Regions from separate parts of the Zea mays genome. Here region 1 is linked to region 2. The links are chromatin contacts, called in public Hi-C maps. All regions are on one chromosome and are shown on one strand. Each heading gives the region's core, a stretch centred on a gene start, on an enhancer-like site or on the middle of the called end of the contact. The rest is flanking DNA. Distances are from core to core; before and after follow the strand shown. Region 1 holds the start of LOC100193014 (histone2b 2). Region 2 holds the start of LOC100382098 (exocyst subunit exo70 family protein D1).

Region 1 (6,058 bases), core at 469-2,968, 230 kb after region 2:
ACTGCAAAGATCAAGGATCCAATTTCAGAAAAGTAAGGAACTATGGGCACCTGGGGTACCGAACATTGCGCCCTTGCGGAGGCAGACAATGGTGCGCCCTTGCGGAGGTGGGGGTTTCCTTGACCAGATGGTTGAGGCATGCAGCATAGCGTTCTGTGTAATAACGCCATCGGAGAGGATCAAAATCAAATGGTGCTCCAGAAGAGTATGCAGCACATCAATATGTTCAGATTCGAACGACCTGAAATTCAAGGAAAAAATACAAAAACGTTAAGAAATTTATTGGTGAGTTCATTGGATTCAAAATACTCAAAAAAAATAGAACAGCAATGTTAAATACTGTATCCTTCAATAGTGCTGATATTTTAGCTGTAACGTTACCAACGGGTACAGAAGGAATTGGCCACAGAAATCATTCGCTCTTCACCACATGAGCATCACATCTCCGAAATCACCAACCACCATGCCTACTAATGATAGCACAACGACAACGAACAAGAAATTGAGTATGGAATTAAATCAAAGTACTGAGATTTAGCTACCGTTTTATCACTACAAAATTCGGTGATAAATAAAAAGGGCAAAGTTGTTAGAAATTAGGTGATTCAGCTACCGTTTTATCAATACAAAATTCGTTAAACACAAGATACAGTAATGGAGACAGGGTCACCGAGAATTTGAATGAGATGCAGCTAGTACTCTGCGCCACCCAGTGCTAAGCGACTAGCATGAAGTGGAAATTTCATTTGGAAACATATAGCATGACCGGGTTAACAGGAAGGAAATTTGAAGCCACGACAAACAACCCGGCCTACATTAGAGCAATTTACAGCCTGCAAATTACTATATAACTTCTCAAAACATGTTCGATCGCGAATTAGAAATTACCCCAAATTCTACAAGTGCACAACCGAAACATTCACAGGAATGGCAGTAACGCGTCGTAACTTCTCAAACTTCGAAATGCACATTCAGAGTATTCACATGCACACAAACATCACGAGATAAAGGTGGCCAACAACAAAGAGAGAGGATCCACAAATAAGCAACTAGCTGGATTCAATAAGCATTGTTACTGTTCCATCAGATAACAGTTGCTACCGGAGGAGACCAGACACAGCAGCACCTAACTACAGCAAGACACGCGAACATACGAGGGAAGCCTGCAAGCGGAGGCCACGCAGCCTAGGACGAGGTGAACTTGGTGACGGCCTTGGTGCCCTCGGAGACGGCGTGCTTGGCGAGCTCCCCGGGGAGGACGAGGCGCACGGAGGTCTGGATCTCACGGGAGGTGATGGTGGGCTTCTTGTTGTACCGCGCGAGCTTGGCGGCCTCGGCGGCGAGCTTCTCGAAGATGTCGTTGATGAAGGAGTTCATGATGGACATGGCCTTAGAGGAGATGCCGATGTCCGGGTGCACCTGCTTCAGCACCTTGAAGATGTAGATCTTGTAGGTCTCCACGCTCTTCTTGCCCTTCTTCCGGCCCCTCTTTCCCTCGCCGCCCTCCTTGCCGGCGGACTTGCCTGCTGGGACACGCTTCTCCGCCTTGGGCTTCTTCCCGGCCGGCGCCTTCTCGGCAGCGGGCTCCTCCTCCGCCGGCTTCTTCGCCGCGGGCTTCTTCTCGGCCTTGGGCGCCATCGATGCGGGGCGACTTGGAGTTCGGGTTTGGAGGCGGGATGGATTGGGAGGAAATGCGAGCAGACGAGTTACCGTAGTTGGGGATGGTGGCTTGGGGCGATGCGCTTATTATAGGACGGGAGAGGTGAGCGTGATTGGTGGAGAGGCAGGTGCCGCGGATCGCTGGCTTCAAACGGTGTGGAACGTTGGTGCTTCTTCGCACGGACGGTCGAGATGCGCTTCTCACGCGGATCGCTGACATGGTGGAGAGAGGGGGCGGGAGAAGACGGAGGGAAATGAAATGCTTTTCCGCCGGCGCGCCGTTGCCAATTTGAAATTCTGCAGGCTTGCCACGCTGCGCAGCGCTTAGGAAAACCATATGAATATGATTGTATAATACTTGCAATTTCATAAAAAATCAAGACAAAAATCCTCCAAAATCTCTCTATATTCCACAAAAAAAATTATAGGATTTGGATACTCAATCCTTTGTTTCAAAGAGTCATATAGTAAAATTTTCTATAGGATTTTTAATCCTGCAAATTTTCTTTACTTTTTCTTTGTCGTAAAGGAGGCTAGATTTGGACTGCAATTTTTTGAATTGTTTATGACTTTTTTTACGATGCAATAAAATAGATTTTGTGACTTGTTTGGATTTGGAGAATTTTTATAAGATTTGGAGTTCTTAGAATTCTTTTTGCGGCCTTCAAGTAAATCTCTCTAGGGGAAGCTTGAAATCGAGCACACATGTAAACACTAAACATAACATCAGGCTTAGATACGGTAATATAAAGCAAACTACCAATTATTGAGCGAAAAAGTTTTTGATCAACCATAGTACCTCCCTCATCTAAGTCTAGATAGTCATTTGTTGCCATAGGAGTCTTGATAGACTTTGCATTCTCTAAACCAAACTTCTTGAGCATATCCTTCAAATATTTTGATTGACTTATAAAGATTTCATCTTTCAGTTGTTTGATTTGAAGACCAAGGAAGAAGCTCAATTCTCCTATCATAGACATTTCAAATTCTTTTGACATCATTTTTCCAAATTACTCACAAAACAATTCATTAATAGATCCAAAAATAATATCATCAATATAAATTTGACAAACAAACAAATCTTTGCCAATTTTTTTAGTGAATAGGGTAGTGTCAACCTTCCCAATTTTAAAGTCTTTGAAAAGCAATAAATCTCTAAGCCTTTCATACCAAGCGTGTGGGGCTTGCTTAAGCCCATATAGAGCTTTAGAAAGCTTGTACACGTGGTTAGGACTTTTGGGGTCCTCAAAACTGGGAGGTTGTTCAACATACACTAGTTCACTAATCTTACCATTTAGAAAGACACTCTTTACATCCATTTGGTAGAGTTTGATATTATGAGCACAAGCATAAGCAAGAAGGATCTGGATTGCTTCCAATCATGTCACGGGAGCAAATGTCTCACCAAAATCCAATCCCTCTATTTGAGTATACCCTTGTGCAACTAATCTTGCCTTGTTTCTTACTACTAATCCATCTTCATTGTGCTTGTTGCGAAGCACCCATTTTGTACCAATAACGTTGTGGTTCTTTGGTCTCTCAACAAGTTCCCAAACTTCATTTCGAGTGAAGTTATTTAATTCTTCATGCATTACATTCACCCAATCAACATCAAGTAGAGCTTCATCTACACGGTTAGGTTCCATACAAGATACAAAAGAGAAATGTTCACAAAATGAAGCTATACAAGAGTGAGTTTGAACACCCTTACTAATATCACCCACAATTTGATCAACCGGGTGATCCTTCACAATAGAATGATGAATTCTTGATACTGTTTGATAATTGCTAGTTGAAGGAACAGGAGGAACCGAGTGACTCGAAGTATCTTGATCATGAGTATCCATTATTTCATCATTCTGTTGGCTTTGGTGATTTTCTTCATTTAGGGTTGAAGAGGATGGAATGACAACCACACTATTTTTATCATCATCTTCCTTTGGCTTTATTTCACCAATGGCCATTGTTTTCATAGTATTTTTTAATTGAGTTTCACCAACATCATCAAGATTATTGCTTTCATCTTGAGACCCATTAGTTTCATCAAACTCAACATCATATGCTTCTTCAATAATACCATGAGTATTGTTAAAAACTCTATAAGCCTTATTATTTGATGAATATCCAAGTAGAAAACCCTCATCACATTTTCTTCTCAAATTTAGAGAGTCGGTTTCCCTTTCTCAAAATATAGCATTTGCAACCGAATACTCTGAAATATGAGATATCTGGCTTTCTACCAATGAGCAATTCATAGGGAGTTTTCTTCAAAAGCTTGTGACAATATAGCCTATTTGATGAGTGACATACGGTGTTTATTGCTTCGGCCCAATAAGAATCCGACACATTATATTCGGCTAACATAGACCTAGCCATATCAATGAGAGTCCTATTCTTTCTTTCAACAATACCATTTTGTTCCGGAGTATATTTGGAAGAAAATTCATGTTTAATACCCTTGTCATCACAATATTCATCAATTCTAGCATTTTTGAATTCCGACCCATTATCATTTCTAACTTTCTTGATATCAAAATCAAATTGGTTTTGAGCCAATATAGCAAATGATTTGAATGTTTCAAACATATTAGATTTATCCCGAAGAAAGTAAACCCAAGTGAATCTAGAATAATCATCAACAATCACAAGGCAATAGGAATTACCGCCGATACTCACAAACGATGTTGGCCCAAATAAATCCATGTGAAGTAATTCCAAAGGTCGATGAGTAGACATTTGACTTTTATTTGGATGAGTATTTGCCACTTGCTTCCTGGTTTGACAAGAGCTACACAATTTGTTCTTCTCAAATTTCACATCTTTCAAGCCACGGACTAAATCATGTTTGGTTAAACGATTGAGTTGCTTCATTCCAACATGACCAAGTCTTCTATGCCATAACCAACCTAGTGAAGCCTTTGAGAATAAGCAAGGTGTGAGCTTTGCCTCACTAGATGAGAAATCAACAAGGTAAAGATTTTCATATCTAAAACCTTTAAACTTAAGATTGCTACCATCAACACTAGAGATAATAACATCATCAACGGTGAAATTGCAACTAAATCCTAAATCACATAATTGAGCTACGGATAGTAAATTAAAATTCAAAGACTCAACCAAAAGCACATTTGATATGGAGTGATCATTTGAAATAGCAATTTTACCCAAGCCTTTAACCTTTCCTTTGCGATTATCTCCAAATGTGATACTATCATAACTTGAGCAATCTTCCTCACTCATTTGGGTGAGCATTTTCATATCTCCGGTCATGTGTTGAGTGCATCCACTATCCAACACCCAATGATTCACTCATGCCTTGTAGTTCACCTACAAAAGGAAATCAATCTCTTTTAGGTACCCAAACTCGCTTGGGTCCTTGGATGTTAGTGACCAAGGTCTTTGGCACCCAAATAGCTTTCTTCTTGTTGCCAACAATTGAAGTACCAACAAATTTAGCATGAACACCTTTTGCATTATGAGAAAGAACATAACAATGCTCAAAACAAGTGGAGGATACATTCTTGAGCTTAGGACAATTCTTCTTGATATGTCCCTTCTTCTGACACTTGTGACACATTTTGTCACATTCTTTCACAAACAATGTCTTTTGCTTTACAAAAGCATTCTTTCCTTTCTTGGGAACATATCCAAGACCCTCACGATTAAGTGAGCACCGTTGACTTCACAATATGAAATCCAATTTAGCCTTTCCACCATATGCCTTCTCTAGATCATGAGTTAGAGCATTCACTCTATCTACTAATACTTCATTCTCAACAATGATTTGTGACTCATCTAGAGCAATATTATCATTCATAAGAGAAATTTTGCATTTATCACAAATAGAGTTAGTAGGTTGTGGTTCACTTGTAGGACTATCAAGTAAGTCACAAGTGATTCCAACATCCTCGGTGACCACCACAACTTCATGCACAATAGATGAGTTTTGAGCTTCCACAAGCTTCTCACAATTCTCTTTTAGATCGTTGTGAGAGGTCTTTAGCTCCTCAAAAGACACTTGGAGGTTTTTATACAATTCCTTCAAGGTCTTAAACTTTTCTTTTTCTTTGTGCATGTAGTTATCGGTCTCACCTAACATTCTAACAAGATCGTCATATGAATAGCCATCTTCATCACCATCATCATTTATATCATTTATATGGATATACTTGACATCTGTATATTATAATATTTTGATAGATGTTTAATTTTGTGGGTACGGGTGACCCGATGGGTGACCCATACCCACATGGGTATGGATATGGGGGTAAATCCATACCCACCAGTGTATATGGGTGACCCGGTGGGGTTATTTTTGTGTCGTGGGTATGGGTATGGGGTAGTAATACCCGGTGGGTATTTACCCTTTGCCATCTCTAGCCCGGACGGTCCGTCATAT
Region 2 (7,012 bases), core at 786-3,285:
CGACTGTGACTGCTACTCACTTCGGTAATGCATCCATGAACTGATTCATGCATGCATCACTGAATTTAGGCTTAAGGTTTTTATGCACTCGCTATCAATAACCTAACTTAAGTCTCTGGATACATAAATATGAACGTGAATTTAGGCTTAGGTTTTTGGTGTCCAACTAGTGTTGAGTCCTGTCACATTAGTTAATAAGATTTTTGTACACAAATGCAAGTCTTACCCTTCTTGCATTTAGGTCCCACATCGGAAGTAACAACTCAGGCATTTTTGCAATAAAACACATAGAAAGCATCAATAGTAGAATATGAAATAGAATGTGATGCATTCCTAGTCTTAGGCGCATGAGAAACAGCATAATGAGTATGATGCCTAGATCTACTTCTACAACTAGCAACACCTTCCAGAAGATTCCTCTCCCACCATGCACGATGCCTCCACTCGCTCTGCTTATGGTGTCCACGCCAAGCACCATGACACCCATCATCGCACCATGTCTATGTACGTATCAAATATTTAAAAACACATCATCATCGTAACTTAAACCTTCCGTCTACCCTAGCACCTAGGTAAAATAAGCGGGCACTTTACTATATTTCCACGAGCACCTGGCGAATGTACCTTCCCCAAGACGAAGCTCCAACTACCCATAGCGAAATCCTGCCTCGTTATTTCCCTCCCTCTTCTCTGCCTTCCTTGTCACCATCGTTGTTGTCGTATGCCAAGTCCAACATGAACCCCTCCACCTCGCTCTCGCTACCCCCTGAGTCATCGTCGTCCACTCCCTCGTCGATAGGCTCTGTGATGTCCGTGACCTCGTGCGTGTTCGGATCCTCTGCCTCGCTGCCGGAGGTGGAGTACCTGTCAGGCCTTGAGATTGGGATGCATTGCGCCATGCGACTATAGTTGTATCCCCACATGCCACACAAGTCTAGGAGTGCGCGGCACCCACACGGTGCGTGGTGGTTGGAGTTGAGCCTGTGGATGGTGGCGCCCGAGATACGCGGGTGGAAGCGTCATCGGTCGTAGCATGTCTCGCGACGGCTGTTACTGTACAACCACACAAAAAACGAAGTAATTTAGATCTAGGCGCCGGGTGGGGGTTGGGAAGGGGAGATGGGAACGACTACGTCCACATATGTACCTCAAGTCGGAGGAAGTGTGGGAGGCTCCTGTCACAGTGGGGCCGAGAATTATAGCGGGATTAGTAGGTGTCTCTGGTTAGATAAGCCTTATATAGGGTGAGGGGAATAATCATATGCGCGAAGAGATATGAACGATGGGAACAAGAGCGATTTATAGCGAGATTAGTTGGTGAGATAACCCTTACCTAGAGAAGGGAATAATCGTCGCGCATGACGACGACACACGAAACTCGTGCTTTATAGGAGTAGAGATTTACATAGCAATCGCAGCATTGTAGGGTGATCTAACTATTTACTCCGTCTTATAATATAAAGCGTAACCAATTTTTGTTCTTGTCCAATAATATAAGATGTGATCTCTCCAAACGTACATGCATCGATGTAATAGTGCTAATATTGATAGAGAGAATCAAATATATTTCTTGGTCTTTGAAAAAGAGGTGGTTATGCATTAGGCCAATTCCAACAAGGTCGTGCATGCGGACGTTTATAACACTGTTCTGCACTATATATGCACTATTTGTATTGAAGAGTTTGAAATAGAGAGTGAGATCAGAAGTGAGATGGGGAGTTTATTGGAGATAGTCTTATAGTAATTAGGATTAGGATGAAGAGAGTAGTAAATAATGAAATAAGTTATTTTTTATAAAAGAAAAAAAGAGAAGCCGTGTTGGTTCCTCGTAGTCGTAGGTCGTAGCTCTCCCTTCCTGGGTCACCGCGAGTCCAAACAAAAAGAAGCTCACAATCACCGCGAGCACGGAGAACCGAAGGCCCGAAGCGAGGCTTGCCTGTCTCGCTCTCGCGCGACCGGAGCAGAGCAGCAGTACATAGTGGAGCCAGGTCGCCTCGCCTCCTCCACTTCTATATCAGTTCCGCCCTCTGTCCCAGCAGCCCTGTGCGCCATCGCGCGGCCCACACGAGCGGCTTGCCGGATTCGCGCCGACGCGGCAGACCCAGACAGGTCAGCTTCGGATCGAGGAAGAGGAGGCGGTGGAGGCGAGGAGTCAACTAAACTTGCCAGCCATGGACGGATCGGCCGCGGAGCTGGAGGCGGCGGAGCGGGTGGTGATGCGGTGGGACTCGTCCTTGGCGTGCGGTGGCACGGACGAGCCGATGCTGTTCGACGGCGGCGGAAACCGTGCCGAGGCCGACCGGTTCCTCCGCGCCGTCGACGACCTGCGCCGGCTCGCGCCGCCATCGCCCGCGGTCGTGGGCAGCCCGCGCCGCCTCTCGTCGTCTTCGGCGGCGAGGAGCGGCGCCGTGCTGGTCGCTATGACACGGCTCGAGGACGAGTTCCGCCACGTGCTGTCGTCGCGCGCCCTCGACCACGAGATCGAGGCGCTCGCGGACCTTAGCTCGCTCTCCATCAACGGCGACCGGTCCAACTCGGCCTCCTCCGCCGACCTCTCCGCCGCCGACGAGGACGACTCCGTGTCCTCCTCCATTGGCCGCCGCAGCACCGCCTACCGCTCGCTCCGGAGCATCCGCGAGATCGACCTGCTGCCCGACGACGCCGTTGCGGACCTCCGCGCCATCGCGTCCCGCATGGCCGCCGCCGAGCACGGCCGCGAGTGCGCGCAGGTGTACGCGTCCGTCCGCAAGCCCTCTGTCGACGCCTCCCTGCGCCGGCTCGGCGTCGAGCGCCTCAGCATCGGTGACGTCCAGCGCCTCGAGTGGGACGCGCTCGAGGCCAAGATCCGCCGGTGGATCCGCGCCGCCCGCGCCGCCGTCCGCGGCGTCTTCGCCAGCGAGCGCCGCCTCTGCTTCCACATCTTCCACGACCTTCCCATCTCCGCCGCCTCAGCGCCCGCCACGCACGACACCCCCTTCGCCGAGGCCGTCAAGGGCGCCGCGCTGCAGCTCTTCGGCTTCGCCGAGGCCATCAGCATCGATCGCCGCTCCCCCGAGAAGCTCTTCAAGATCATAGACCTCCACGACGCGCTCTCGGACCTCCTACCCGACGTCTCCGACATCTTCGCCGCCTCCAAGGTCGCGGAGTCCATATACGTGCAGGCCGTTGAGATCCGGTCGCGCCTCGCCGATGCCGTGAGAGGGATATTCTCGGAGTTCGAGAACGCCGTGCTCCACGACCCGCCCAAGACCGCAGTGCCTGGCGGTACCGTCCACCCGCTCACTCGGTATGTGATGAACTATAGCAGCCTCATTTGCGACTACAAGGCCACGCTATCCGAGCTGATCGTATCGCGTCCATCAGCTAGCGCTCGTCTTGCTGCTGAGGGCAATGAGCTCGTGCCGTCCTTAGCTGACCTCGAGCTCCCCGAGCTTGAGAACCAGTTACCACTTGCCTCTCACATTGTCTGGATCATTGTTATTCTTGAACACAACCTGGAGGGCAAGGCAACACTCTACAAGGATCCAGCTCTCTCGCATCTGTTCATGATGAACAATGTGCACTACATCGTTCACAAGGTGAAAGATTCGCCAGATCTCTGGGGCATGATAGCTGATGATTACCTGAAACGGCTTACTGGCAAGTTCACAATGGCGGCCACAAACTACCAGCAGGCCTCATGGTTGAAGATCCTGAATTGTTTGCGTGATGAGGGGCTCCATGTAAGTGGTGGCTTTTCGTCAGGGATATCCAAGTCGGCACTGCGGGAGCGGTTCAAGTCCTTCAACGCTGCATTTGAGGACGCGCATAGGGTGCAGTCAGGGTGGTGCGTGCCAGACAACCAGCTGAGGGAGGAGCTCAGGATCTCGATTGCTGAGAAGCTGCTGCCAGCATACCAGTCATTCCTTGGCAGGTTTCGGCATCATATAGAGAATGGGAAGCATCCAGAGCTGTACATTAAGTACTCTGTTGAGGACCTTGAGATAGCTGTGGGTGATTTCTTTGAGGGCGTTCCTCCTTCCCCGCATCACAGGAGGAGATCACATGGGTGAAGGTCCTGTACATCAGGTATTCAACTAGCTGTTGTTGCTATTTATTCTTTTATTCTTCACGAGGAAGCTGGTGCTGGTATTTGGGCTCGATTTCTTCTGTCCTGATAGATGTGAGTATAAATTTGGTGATCTTCAATCAAAGATGGCAAATATGAATATATTTTGGGGGTCTTTCTGAAGCTGTCAATCGGCACAGTGGTTCCTACTCCGTAAGAGAAGTTGTTCATTTGGCTTCAATCAAAGATGTTATATAGATCTTGCAAGTAGCATGTCCATATAGGAAATTTTTTCAGTAACGTGGATAGTTGGAACAACCCATGGCATTTCTGCCCCTGTTTTGCACCAGCTTTTGTTATCCTTTTCAATGTTAACAATTATCCAAAGGGTCTATGCTTTGTGGGTTAGATGTAAAAAGATTTATGTAACTCTCATGTACCACATGATTTTGTAATATGATAATATCATGCTTTTACAAATTCAAAAACTCCATGGCACAGTTCTATCCAGCTGTCGAAACTAATATAAAGATAACTGCCAAAGTGGCACTGTTGATCCCTCCATAAGATTTACAACGTTACTATTTTAGTATATGATCAGTAAGTTAGAAAATGGATGCTATTTGGCAGCAATGTTTCGCTTTGGGATGCTGTCCTTTTGAAAGGCCTCTTTTTACTAGAGTTGAGTTTGTAGTCCCTGACGCTGATTAGTTGATAGTACAAAAAAATGTACTGAGAAAAATCTACAAAAGAGAGGTCTTCTATGTCCAAATAATTTTCTTTTGTCCCTTGTTTTCTTTTGGGGTGGATCATGGATGTCAAAGCTGTGCTTATTTAAGAGGAAAACAGATTGAGCTATTCAGGACATAAAAAAAATGAAGAATAACAAGTCTGAAATGTCATGCTTGCCACTGTTCATGTTTGAAAAACATATGTATTTCTTCCCAAAATAAAAACCTTAAGGAAATAAAAAGAATAACAAGTCTGAAATGTCATGCATGCTTGCCATTGTTCTTGTTTGAAAAACAGATGTAGTTGTTCCCAAAAATAAAAACCACATGCCATGAATCCGTATCAGCTTGTTTTGTGCTGTTATCAGGTATAAGAAATTACTCTAGTGCACTCTCCACTTCCTTCTACAGGTATGCAATAAAAACGCATGCCGTAGCTTTTTATGCGTGGTTATCAGGTATAGGAAATAACTCTATTGCACTCTCCATTTCCTTCTGCAGGTATGGGAGTAGTGAATTGTGTTAATTTGTGTTGATTTTGTTTTTAGTTGATAAATGCACAATATTGATGTACCAATGTGTGCAACAGAAAAATCCTTGTCCATATTGTTGTATATGTTCTGGAATCGCATGATCCAACATTGCCTATGGTGTAATAATACTATTGAATCAGAGATCAAGTGTTATGTGCCATACGTGTAACCTGCCGGGAACATAAAACTTTATATGCACTACCAGCTGATCGCCTTCTTTAGCTATAATGTTCATGATTTTTTTGGAGAACATAACAATGTAAGCTAAAAAATTGTCCTTTTGTAGGCACTTACTCATGAACCCTAGCCACATGCATTACAACGAGGCTTATACCTTCGGGATTAAACGACGATGTCATTAGAGCGACCCCTTGGAACTCTGCCCCTCGACGGGATGTCTTCCGGAACGAGTTCTAGTGTTCTTCGCGGAGAAGAAGACCCTCTGTGCTATCGCGAACCGTCCGGTCCCAGGTGCGGACCGTCCGGAAGTGTGCAAAGGAGCCCCTCCTGCGCCAGGTCACGGACTGTCCGGCCCTGTGCCGCCGACCGTCCACGCTTCCGCAGAGAGCCCCGCCAGGCGGTCCATTCCCGTGTTTGGCACCCGGATCGGTGTCAACACACTTTTTTGGCGACTCCGCTGTGGACTAGGTGTCTAGATCTGCTAAAAATCGGCCCATAGATGGTCGGTTCTAAGGATCACACCAAGATCTCCATCATCAACATCATCAAGACGGCCATGGAGGCACTCCCGGCTGATGACCAAAGACCCTTTAAGGATCTCGTGATGCGTGATGAGAAGGAGGTGATGCGGCAATGGAACGAAGAACGCGACAAGGAGGAGGCGGAACTGCTGCATAAACTCACCGAACGACACAAAGAGGCGGCGGAAAAGTACTTGTCACACTTCACAGTGGATCGCCACCAGAAGATCATCCGTCAAGGGGAGATCGATATGGAATATCTCCTACCTCCACTTCAGGATCCTGCTGTAAGTGCTCCAGATCTATCTCTTACGACTTTCATGGATCAACGAGGAGATCGGTTAAAGCAATATGTAGATGAATCTATTAAAATGCATATACGTTCATATGAGAAATCAACTGCTCCTAGTTTTCCTTCGCGTGAGTGTAATACAGAGCCACCCGCACCAAGCACATCGACTACAAATGGGTCACCCTTAGCCTAGCCATCACATGGTAAAAGCCGATGCACGCGTTCGTGTCACCATCACAGCCACCGCCACTAGGCACGCGACAGGTTCTGGATGTGGTCGGACCGTCCGAGCATCATCCCAGACACTCAGACCACATTGCGGACCGTCCGATCCGACACAGGCCTGCACACAGATCGCTCAGGTCGCACCATGCATGGTCGGATCATCTGGGTACAACCTCAGAAAATTCGGCCCTGTCGTGGACCATCCGGTACATTACGTCGGACCGTCCGGATATGTCACGGATCGTTCGATACCTTATGTCGGACCGTCTAGATATGTCGCAGATTGTCCGGTACCTTATACCGGACCGTCCGGATATGTCGCGGACCGTCCGATACCTTACGCTGGACCGTCCGGATATGGCATGAACCGGCCGGCGTATTACACCGGACCGTCCGACTCTACACGAGTCCACGCACAGACCGCCCAAGTCGCGCCATATATGACCGAACCGTCCGGGTATAGCCCTGGACCATTTGGCCCG

The links. Hi-C and Micro-C count contacts between places; a contact is called where the count stands out from the background.
Region 1: a Hi-C map of tassel shows a contact between it and region 2, with 4 times the contacts expected there. The contact joins the promoter of LOC100193014 here to the promoter of LOC100382098 in region 2. A contact is called at or near these places in 2 of 25 Hi-C or Micro-C datasets (endosperm and tassel).

Annotation. Positions count from the first base shown.
Region 1 is chr4:65,866,669-65,872,726 of Zm-B73-REFERENCE-NAM-5.0, forward strand. It overlaps LOC100193014 (histone2b 2), which reads right to left and starts at 1,719. Exons shown (of 1, transcript NM_001138182.1): 1 at 952-1,719. The coding sequence starts at 1,638. The coding sequence ends at 1,186.
Region 2 is chr4:65,635,264-65,642,275 of Zm-B73-REFERENCE-NAM-5.0, forward strand. LOC100382098 (exocyst subunit exo70 family protein D1) reads left to right here and starts at 2,036. Exons shown (of 1, transcript NM_001174859.1): 1 at 2,036-4,531. The coding sequence starts at 2,172. The coding sequence ends at 4,052.